Regions from separate parts of the Rattus norvegicus genome. Here region 1 is linked to region 2. A link is a contact called in public Hi-C data. All regions are on one chromosome and are shown on one strand. Each heading gives the region's core, a stretch centred on a gene start, on an enhancer-like site or on the middle of the called end of the contact. The rest is flanking DNA. Distances are from core to core; before and after follow the strand shown. Region 1 overlaps Tshz2 (teashirt zinc finger homeobox 2). Region 2 holds the start of Tshz2 (teashirt zinc finger homeobox 2).

Region 1 (5,176 bases), core at 875-3,374, 53 kb before region 2:
GCATCTAAAATTATTGATTGCATGTGGCTGTTGCCTATACAACTCACTTCATGAGGGGAAGGACTTTGCCTACCTGTGTTCTTTGTCATTGGCACTGAGCAATCCAGGGCAGTGTTTGGTGACATGTTTTTGACCTCTATCAGGCATTATATTTTGCAAAAGTTATTGAAAAGAATATGTTACCAACCCGTTACCTGCTTACAACACTCCAGCATGCCTTCTAGTACACTCAACTCACAAGCGAAGAAACAGCCTTGGAGTCATTCAATCCTTAGTCCGAGGCGAAGTGGCTGGTGCTTCTTAGCCATGATCAACACCCTGGCCACTTCACGGCCCGAGTTCCTACCGTGACTGTCTACTGCCTCCCTCTTGGTGGTTTGCTACCGAATGGTTTATTATCACAGGAAATCAAGCTCAGCCTAGTTAATTACTCATTGGGTCATTCCATCCGTCCAAGAACCGTGTATTGAGACTATCATCTGACTCTCCCTCCGTGCAAGGCTCTCCTGCTAATCTCGGTCTGTGAGCCTTGCCCTTCTTATTGTGAGGATGGACGGATGACAATGAGATGGGGTGGGGGAAGAGCTAGGCCCAACCCTGGCTCTTAAGTCTGTACAATCCCAGGTCATCAACCCAACGGACCAGTGCGGAGGCCCAGGCACAATCACGTGACTTGCTCACCCTGTAGGGGGTGATAACACTACTTCACCTCACACCTTCACTCGATGCCCAAGGAGGCTTCCATAACAATACTCACTGAGTAAAAACTTCAAGAAACTCTGGTTTACGGTTCTGTAAGCCACCTACTTGTAGCTTGCTCTACCTGTAACTCTCAGCTATTTTTTTTTAAAAAAAGGATCATCTTCAACATCAGAAATTGGGTTTACTATCTGATGGTATCATAGCTTTTTGGGTTTTTTTTTCTTTTCCAACGATTTTGGGGGAAAACATACCAGCTGTCAATCACCTTTATTTAAAAAAAATAGCATTTTTTACACTATGTGTTTGAATTAATTCTGTGTTCGCCAATTCTGGCAAGGGGAAGTCGCCCATGTTCAGTTGTCTACAGCAGGCCAGAAAATTTTGATGTTTGGAAATTTGAATCTGAGGCTGGGTTTGCATTCTCTTGTATGCACCACCGTCCTGCCCTGCCCTGAATTGTCAAGATGGAGAAAGGTTCTGGAAAGCATGTCTTAGTTGGTCTACTTCTTACTGCAGACCTTGAAGCTGGCACTTTGAGGAGCCTGGGTGGTGTGGCTCAAGCCAGGGATGCAGTATTTCCCAGGCCTGTGAGGCTCATGCTGGCATAACACGGACGTCTGCTGACAGTCAACTTTGTCTTCAAAGCACAGAGATTACAGAGCAAACAGTCAAGCCACAGCACAGTAACTGTATACTGTCACCCCAGTGTCATCGTACAGCCCAGTCACTCACTCAGTGACTTCCTTCCTTATTGCCAAGGCGGAATCTCGCTCTGGACTCCAGGCTGGCCAGGAACTTACTATGTAGTTCAGGTTGACCTGAAACTCACGGTGTCCTCCTATCATACTTTCCCAAGTACTGAAACACACACACTCTCTCTCTCTCTCTCTCTCTCTCTCTCTCTCTCTCTCTCTCTCTCTCTCTCTCTCTGTGTGTGTGTGTGTGTGCGTGCGTGCGTGCGTGCGTGCGTGCGTGAGAGAGAGAGAGAGAGAGAGAGAGAGAGAGAGAGAGAGAGAGGAGGCACATGTGGAGGTTAGACGACAACTTTCTTTCAGGAGTGAACTCCTTCCTTTACTCTCCGTGTAGCTCCTGGGGCTCTAACTTAGCCATCAGACTTGACAGCAAACGCCAGAGCCACTGAGCAACCTTGCTGGCACCTGTTCAGTAGGTTTCTTTTTCTTAACAGAGCCAAACACACAGGAGGAATTCCCCACAGGGTTACAATGGTGACAAGACCATGGGCTGTGGGTAGAGTCTGGTTTTTCTGTAACCTTACAGGGCCACCATCACGCACATGGGCTACCCTCAAGAAAAGCATATCGGTGGGGTGTATGGCTGTAATTGGTTCCAGCGTGACTTGGTGAAGCATGGACCATTGTTATCTGTGTTTCGCGCAGAATGGGGAAAGTTCTAGAATCATAACTGATCGGTCCCACATGGCACAATGACAAGGCAAGGTAAGGGTGAGTTTTGTCCCTGGGTGTTTTTACTGCTCCCACATCTCTGCTTTCAACTGCTATGCTGGGAGTCTCCTGGAAGGCAGGGAGCTGGAAAAAGCTACAAAGAAGGAGGGGAAAGAGACTCTCAGGAAATCTTTACGCCTCCTTGTCTGTTCTCAAAAATCCAGTTCAAACTCAATCCAGCAATGAGACATAATCTCTCCCCAGGGTCCAACACCCCCTAAATGCTTGCAGGATGAACTCTGTGCTTGCCTCACCACAAAATTATTCAAGGGCTCACAGGACACTTGCCGGCCTCTGGAATCCTATGTCACAACTGACAGGGGCCTGGCAGATGGCTTTAATGATATTACCAAATGGTCCTTCCCATTCTTGGCACCAGGCAAGATCATTTTTTTTACCAGACAGCCCCTCAGATGTGATGCTATTACCCAACATACAAAGCTTCCTTTTGACCTCTGGGTGGGGAGTGGATTGGGCACACACGCTCCAAAGGGCTGCGGGGACCATGGGAGAACATCGAGTTGATTCATCAAATTAGCTCAAACATAATTGTCCTGCATGAGTGGTCATTGAACTCATCAGCAATAAACCTGTCAAAAAGCTATCGGCTCTAATGTTAAATAGAGACGCACGGTACCGTGTTCACAGTCTGACGGCTGTTGGACTTCAGCCCGTGGGGGATATTTCCCTTCTGTGGTAGGAAGCATAGTCTACAGCAGGAAAGAAGGAATGCACAGTACCAGCAAGAGTTAAGTTCTGTGTGTATCAGGCACATGACTAGATTCTTCTCTCTAAGAGAAGAGATTGTATATTTTTTTCTTTTTCTTTTCTCTTTTTCTTTTATTATTAGCTGTGGCTTCCATAACCTACTTGACTTTCTGCAGTGGAGACCCACCCAGAATGAAGACCGTGTGTGTGCTCTGTTTGAAGTCTTCCTTCTTTGGACTAATGTGTCCCCTACGCAAACTCTCTTGGCATGTGCAGAACCCACTGGAACTGTTTTGAAGAGACAAAGAGGAATCAGACAATGCGATTCCTTCCTGCTACCGTCGATGACGGCCATGCTTCCCACGGCAGAGCTGAGGGTCCTTTCTCATAGGGATAGTTGAACGTCTTCCCTGTGCCTACCCTCAGTGTGGCTGCCCTGGCACCTAGCAGGGAGACGGGTGATGCCACAAGCCCTTTCTCCAAACAGCTCAAGTTCAGGGACTGCACTGCCTCTCAGATCTGAGACTCTCTCTCGGCCATGACACATGTCTTCTTTTCGTGACTCCTTGTCTGATTCCTAATTTTTTATGCCATTTGGGGGTAATTTTTTCTCTCTCTCTTTTTTGTTATTGACAAAGACAGAGGAGGTGCCTATAATTTGTGAGTGACTGACAAGGCCTCATGTTGTTAACTCAAATGTTTTGATTTACATCAGAGGGGACCTCCAAGCCCCAGACATGACAGGCTGCGATGGCGCCTTCAAAGCCAGCGAATATTAAATCCCAGAAAGCAAGCCCTTTATGCGATACTCAATAAATTATCACTTGTGGGAGGTTCGGCAACAAACAGTAAAAGACAGACAAACTCCATAGACATTCGATAGCAGGGAACCACCCTGCGGAGACTGGGGATGTGTACAGCAGGTATAGGATACAAAGATTCTCCTCTCCCTGCTATTTAGAACCAGAAGACAGAAACAAAGCAAGGCAAAAATTTCAATGGAGCACAAATACATCCAGGAACTGGGCTAAGTCAGTGCTGTTCTAGTCACCCAATGAAATATTTACAGTCACTGAAATGTCACGATCCAAAGACAACAAGGATGTCATGTGGAGGTGGTTTTTAAGGTCCTTTTTACACCATACAGAGTATATATTTCCCTTTACCACACAGAAGAATGAGGTATTGTTTTCCATTGTTTTCCGGGCTGGCCCTGCACCTGTGTGAGAAACTTGGTAACTGTGTATCCTTTCTGATAAGCTCCCGCCAGCACCAGCACCACAACCAACTGAACAGATCCTGATTGTGAATGGCGATGCTGATTGCGATGGGCGGCTGGAAGGAGCATTGATCAGGGGACACAGGAAGGAGGGACAGCATCCAACAATGCAAAACCTCCTGGTGATCTTTGCCAGTCACGGGTGTGCCGGACTTGGCTTGCCTGACTGGGTTAGAATCCTCTCTTTGAAAATGAAACTGCTCATTTCCTGAGGAATGGAAAGACTCGGCAAGGCTTTTCTTTAAAAGTCCATATGCTACGTCCAGGGTCTAAGGAAAGAGCAAAGATTGCTGCCGGCCATGGCCTTCTCAGGCGTGCAGCCCCAAAGACACCCCTAAACCCCCATGCCCAGAGGAGATCCGGAGATCTAGTTAAGACCAGAGGCTTCAAGGATTTTCCCATTTTAGCTTTTCTGCTTACTGGTAAGGTTACTTCTAGGAAGCTAATTACTCCCTGAGTCTTTCTCATATGAGGGGACGATTGCAAGCAGTGGCACTTGCCCCAGTGGTTGTGACCATGCCGGGAACAGCACATAGTAAGTGCCTTATGGGTGTTCCAGGAAGTGTCAGTGAACCGTCTCAGCTCTTAGAAGCCATTTTCCCGTCTTTAAACCACCCATCTCCTTGTTATGTTTAATAGTGACACAGGCACACACCCCAAGTTTGTTTACTGCCAAGCACCTTAGCTATGTTTGATGGCTTGGGGATGCATTTCTCTGACCAGCAATTATCACTTCCAGATTGGAGGTGAAGGTTGAGCTTGTTTTTCCCTCTTTGGTTACTTACTTGCATTTAATTATTTTCTGGCCAAGGTGATGCCTGAAGTTCTTGTACCTACAGAGGCCGGCAGGGGAGGTGGGGGGAGGGCAGTTTCTCTAAGAGGTTTTGGGTGGTACTGTGAGCAGAGCTGGCTGGGAGAACTGTTCTCAGTCCTTGGGAGGATGTTGGGAGGAACCCTGTCTTCAAGAGCTGGGGTCTTACAGTCATCGGTCACACCATTCAGGGTCAGACCGTGCGGAGGTGAC
Region 2 (6,042 bases), core at 1,574-4,073:
CAGGCCAACTCTTAGGAAGTCTTGAAGGCCGCCACACACCCTCACATGGTCAGCTAGCCAAGCCAGGCGAGTTAAAAAGATACAATAAAATAAGAGAGCTATTGTTTCCAAAAGAGGTAACCAGAGTCGAGAAGAGAAAACCCCTGCCTAGACAAGTTGCCAACTGTGTTGCTGAGAATATTTTCATTATTTTGTTCTTAGAGAAACAATTGAAAATACGTGAATGCAAGCTTTATAAGAAAGCTACTCAGAGCGACCTACACATGGCCGAGGAAGCGATTCTGCACTCAGGAGGAAGGGAACTGGTTTTTCTGGAGCACATGTAGTGATGTTTCAGATGCAATCAGGCAGGAGTGAAGCATTATGAACTTGGTAGCCAGCACGTTCAGACACTGGTACACCCGCTTTCCCCACATTCCTAACTCACTTCTTGGTGACTTTGCAAAGTTTACCCAAGTGTCCTAGGGACTTCTCCGGTGTTTGACTCAAGTTAGAGCAGAATGAAATATAGCCGTGGTCTCCAGATCAGTCTTCCCCATTGCTGCTCAAAGTCAGAGGAGAAAGACAGAGAGAAGAGCACAGGGGAGCCAGCGAAACTTAAACTTTTGCTAAAGCCCCATCCACTAAAGGACACAAAGAAATAAAAACGCCCACATTAAAAACCAACAAGATAATGATTGTGCATTTCTCTCTCTCTGAATATAGAGGGCAAAGCCTGCGTCACTGCCACTCGGAGTTACCATGGTGAGTGATTTATTGATATATATCAGAATGAATAGATCAAAGGCAGTGAGATGACAGGTGATCAATCAAATGTCAAATCAAAACTAGCAATCGAGTGGAAAGCTGATTTTTTTTCAGTGGGTGGGTCTGGCAAGAGAAAAATGAACTTTCCTGTTTTGATTCCGAGAAACAAAACCCCAGCATACTATTAAAAAAGCAATTAGGCAACCTCAAAGGAAAAAGGAACAACAACAAAAACAACAACAACAACAACAGCGACAACAGTAACCCTGAATATCTGTTGTGGGGACCCATTGACCTGTTCTGATCTTTAGGGTCCCTGCAAGAAAGAATTCCACAGGACAGCTCCCTAAGGTAGTAGTCAATTCGCGAAGTTTCCAAAGCTCTACCTATCTGGCAAAGCAAAATCCAAAGCTGTTTAAATTTCTATGGGGTGCTCTTCCTCCAACCCCACCTGGCTTTAAGCAAGAGAGGGGATGGTTAGATTTCTAGAAACGGTGAATCCTTTTAGAAAACACATCCAAAGCCCCACTCATTTCCGAGGGTGCCTTTTGCACTTTGACCACCAAAGCTACACCCTCATGGCTCCCAGCTCCAAAACCTGCAGCCCCAGGCTTGGCCATGCCTCACACTTGCCAGCCCTGAGACCCAGTGACTGGAGACACTGTCCCTGGAGGCCAGAAGCTGCCTGCACTGACCTCTCAGAGGGACAAGAGAGGGGGCTATCTCCCTCCCCCTGCACCCCAAATCCATAATCCGACTTTGGTTCCAGAGGCAAGAAGCCAGACTGGGAGAAAAAGTTAGGGGTGGGGTAGAGGGTGGAGGGAGGAAAAGTTTAAACCAGGAAGGTTTGGTGGGATAGCTTCCCCGCCACCACCCAGAGGGAGCCTGGAGAGGGAAGGATTGGGGAGATCAGCGTGGGGTGATGAAGAGGGCACCCGTACGCTAACCCTTTTGAAAGCGCCAGGGGGTGGCGTCCCCGCCAGCCCTGGGCCAGGAGGGCGGGCGGGCCAGCCGCGGTGCGCCGGGATCGGGAGCCGGGCACCCGGAGCGGAGCCATCTCTTACCTGCCGCCCGCTTGGGTGCCTGCTGTTTCCTCCTTGGCATCGCTCTACTTAGCTCCAGTCTCACTTCTGGCGCCCCAGCCCTGAGCCGCGCGCGGGGGCCGCAGTCTCACTCGTCTTTCTGTGGCTCCTAGGACGTCACTCGGCCTCTGTCCCCCTGACGATCCCCCTGCCAGAGCTCCAGCGCGGGGCCGGAGACCCCCTCTCTGGGTGGCAGATATGCGGCTGGCGCCGGCTGCTTGCAAGTGGAGGTTGGTTCTGCCTTGTTTGTTTGTTTGGTCTTTTTCCCCCTCTCTTTTTGTTTTGCTTTTGGATTTTTTTTTTCTTTTTTTGGTTTTGCTTTTTGCTGTTTTTTTTGGTGACTGGTGAGACACTTGATTTCTTTATTAAACATCCAAGACGGGGTTCAGATGGCAGGGATGAGGGACGCACACGCACCACGCGCACACTCGCGCTTAAAGATAAGGGGGAAAACAATCCTGGGAAGACAGTGGATTTCTTCTTTTTCTTCTTCCTTCTCTTTCCCTCCTCCTCCTCCTCCTCTTCCTCCACCTCCTCTTCTTTCACCACCTCCTTCTTCTCCTCCTTCTCCTCCTCCTCCTCTTCCTCCTCCTCTTCCTCTTCTTCCTCCTCCTCCTCTTCCCTGATCTTGATGGCGGATTCGCTGGATTCGCGCTGGGGAGAGATCACTCACTGTGGGTTTGTTGTTGCTGTCAGATCCCCGTCTGTGAGTGATATGCGAGAGGACAGGAGCGGGTTTGGGAAAGACAGAAAATCTGGAATTCACTCACACACACACACACACACACACACACACACACACACACACACACAATCACGCTCTCTCTCACACACACAAGCACTCTCTCTTACACACACACACACACACACTCACACCCCCACATATGCTCTCCCTTACACACACACACACACACACACACACACACACACACTCACACACACACAAGACAGGGCGAGGCGATGCCAGCAAACATCGATCCCGGCTGAACAAACTGAACATTAACAAACTCCTCCTCTTCTCCCGGCGACCTGATGACAGGGAGAAATTTACTCCCCAGCCGCAGAGCGCCAGGCAGAGGGAGTCTATTAAAGGGACAGTGTCCCGACTGGGAGAGGAGCTGGGGAAAGGGGACCCTGCCTGCTGGTCTGCAGCCCAGGAGGCACCCACCTCCTCCTCACTGGGGCAGTGGAGTGTCCTCCTGTCTAGATGCCCCTCCAGGAGGAAGAAAAGGGGGGAGTGGGAAGGAAGGGGGCGGGGCTCTGGCAGAGTTGGAGACAAGAATTAGAGTTGGCGATCAGAAGGAGACATCCTACATTTCCTGGGGGACAGACTAGGGGAATGGGACTATATCCAGTCTCAACCTGTTCCTCAGCACATAGCCTCCTCCCAACTCTGGAAGTTCAAGTTGCTGTCCTTCCACTTTCTTGGACTATTGGATTTTTTTTTAAACATCTGCTTCCTGGGCAGACTAATTACATAACCTTCATTCTGTTTCCTTTCAATACTGACATTCACTGAGCACCTACTGTGTACCTGTTTTGCAGTCACAGCAGTGACAGCGAATGGGTAAATCCGGATTGTGGGTGAGGGGAACAGCATCTGAAACAACTTGCCCCCTGGTGGTGTCCAGTCACTTCCCAGAGGTCTGCCTTGCTGAAAATTTGATGTACACATTTCTCTATGTTATCTCTCCACTGGGCTTGGAAAGGTGGGTGCTGTGCATAGCTTTTTCCTTGGATAATTACCTCCAATCTCACTAGAATATAAGTTCTTAGGGAAATGTGTCCTCTTTTATCTTACTCTATCTCCCAGTGGTGCCAAAACAGAAAACAGCTTCACCCTCAATAGTGCAATAAATGAAAAGGAAGCAGGGCATGCTGGGACTAGGAAGCAGGGCATGCTGGGAGTATAACTTTAGAGTGGCCTGGATTGGTTCAAACTGAGCGTTGGGCTGGGACTGAAAGAGGAGTCCATTTCAACACGTTGCATGGCCATGGGTGAATAGGATGACCCTGTCCTGAAGGAACTTTCCTTCCAGTGGGGTAGAAAGCCAATGGCAAGTGGAAGGCAGCAGAAGGAGGCAGATCTAGGGTCGGAATGAATCTGGTACTGGGCATTGTACTTAGGGCACCATACCTGCCAAACAGGCAGTCTATTACTGAACTCTATTTCTGATCCTCTTTTCAATTTTTTATTTTAAATGTTGAGACACAGTTTTCGTTAAGTTATTCAGGCTGGCCTTGAGCTCATTCTGACAGAGGTCTTGAACTTGGGATCTTCTGGTCCCAGGCTCCTGAGTAGTTGGGATGATAGGCCTGGGCCACAAGTCTGTCATGAATCTGGAGTTTGAAGAAGGAAGGATGTTTACCAAGTAGGGCTGCCTGGGGCAAGTCACAGATAGGTAGGTTCTAATCTTGGAGTAGGAGCAAGTGGGTAAATAGGGGACTCTTGATATAGCTGCCCTTGGCATAACATTAGAAGTTCCTGCTTCTTAGTCCTCCCAACCCCACAAAGGATGTACTCACCTTTGTTCTCTAAAGCAGGTTTTGCAGCCCTAGATCTCTTAACATTTTGGGCCACACATTGCTTGCTGGAGATGAGTATGGTCCATCACAGTGTAGGATGCTTGCTTGGCAACATCCAGGCCTCTAGATGCCAGAATCCTCCCCTCTGCTCTGATGACAGAATGTTTCACAGACATTGCCCAATATCCTCTGGAGCCAAAATGTTCCCTGCTTGGAGACTGCCACCTTGGACTTTCTAGATGGGAGTGAGCCTTCTGGATTGCTGGATATGGGCCTGGTTCTGGAGTTACATTGAACACACAGACTCCAGTATTTCATGCAAACCCGCCTGCTCACTATAGTCTGAGAACTTCCCAGAACATACTTACATACATACATACATACATACATACATACATTCTTCTTCTTCTTCTTCTTCTTCTTCTTCTTCTTCTTCTTCTTCTTCTTCTTCTTCTTCTTCTTCTTCTTCTTCTTCTTCTTCTCCTCCTCCTCCACCTCCTCCTCCTCCTTCTCCTTCTTCTTCTTCCTCTTCCTCTTCCTCCTCCTCCTCTTCTTCCTCCTCTTCCTCCTCCCCTTCTTCTTCTTCTTCCTCCTTCTCCTCCTCCCCCTTCCCCTCCCCCTCCCCCTCCCCCTTCTCTTCTTCCTCCTCATCCCCCTCCATTTTCAGGAGTCAGACAAAGTTAATGCTGCTGACTTTAAGACCAAAGCATGCTTAGATATAACTGAATGGCACCAGGGGTGATGTTGCTCCTGTGGCACCATGATGGACTCTCTTCTGTCTCTTTGTTCCTCCCCACGATGTATCCCCTGGTAATGAGGCCTGACCAATGAAACCTCAGATGCCTCCCACATTGCCCCTTACCTCTTGCCACCTGACTCCTCCTCACGGGTGATTAAATGTCAGCTGTGACTAGTTCAATACAGTCTTTCGCAGCAGTACTTTTGGGCCACAGGAAATGTAGCTCACCGGACCCTACCCATCGGCCGCAAAGCGCTGTTATTGTCACTGCTCCCAAAGTGCTAGTTAGTCATTTTCAACAGCCCCGAATGAGTCTCCGTCCCACACGGGTAGTACACGTAATTACATCACCTGGTCTAAACCACCCAGACAGCTCCCACCCCTTATCACAGCCTAGCTCTTTGGCAGCTGAGGCAGAACAATTGTGTATTATTACAGTTGGCAATGTTAGCAAAGAGGTCTTAACCATGGTTTCTCAGAATACATTTGGAAAGCTCTGAACTTGCACATCCACGGTAGAGTACAGTACCGTGATCACAGGACCAGGAAACACAGACTTAGGAGAAGGGGTGAGTCGTAAGGGCTCACCATGAATTTGCCATCTTCTCTGGAAACCTGTTGCCTTGGGGAGTCATATTATGCTCAAGGCAGCATCTGAGAAACTTCTGTAGTGTGCATAAGGGATACAAGGTATTGTCCTAAGAAAACCAGTAGATGGTAGGATGTTGTTCTAGTTAGCCTTGGCTGTCAACCTGACACAAATATGGTGTCATCTGGGATAAGAGAACCTCAGTTGAGAATTGCTCGGATCACACTGGCTGGTGGCCTTATCTTCAGAATTGCTAACTGAGGTTGGAGGGCCCAGCCCACCATGGGCGGCACCATTCCCTAGGCATGAAAGCCTAAGCTGTGTTAGAAAGGCAACTGCTGAACAAGCAAGTAAGGGTT

What was found. A called contact is a pair of places that touch in the nucleus more often than the background predicts.
Region 1: a contact with region 2 is called in a Hi-C map of psoas muscle, with 1.7 times the contacts expected there. The contact joins the enhancer-like site here to the promoter of Tshz2 in region 2. A contact is called at or near these places in 2 of 12 Hi-C or Micro-C datasets (mammary epithelial cells and psoas muscle).

Annotation. Positions count from the first base shown.
Region 1 is chr3:178,874,534-178,879,709 of GRCr8, reverse strand. All of the region lies in intron 1 of Tshz2 (teashirt zinc finger homeobox 2), which reads right to left. Among named protein-coding and RNA genes, the nearest start is that of Tshz2, 53 kb to the right of the region's middle. Within about 2 kb of position 2,124, at least 4 of the 93 cell types and tissues checked have an H3K27ac peak or open chromatin away from gene starts, as enhancers often do.
Region 2 is chr3:178,821,002-178,827,043 of GRCr8, reverse strand. It overlaps Tshz2 (teashirt zinc finger homeobox 2), which reads right to left and starts at 2,823. Exons shown (of 2, transcript NM_001399744.1): 1 at 1,812-2,823. The coding sequence starts at 1,851. LOC103691977 (a long non-coding RNA gene) reads left to right here and starts at 1,921. Exons shown (of 4, transcript XR_591875.4): 1 at 1,921-2,059.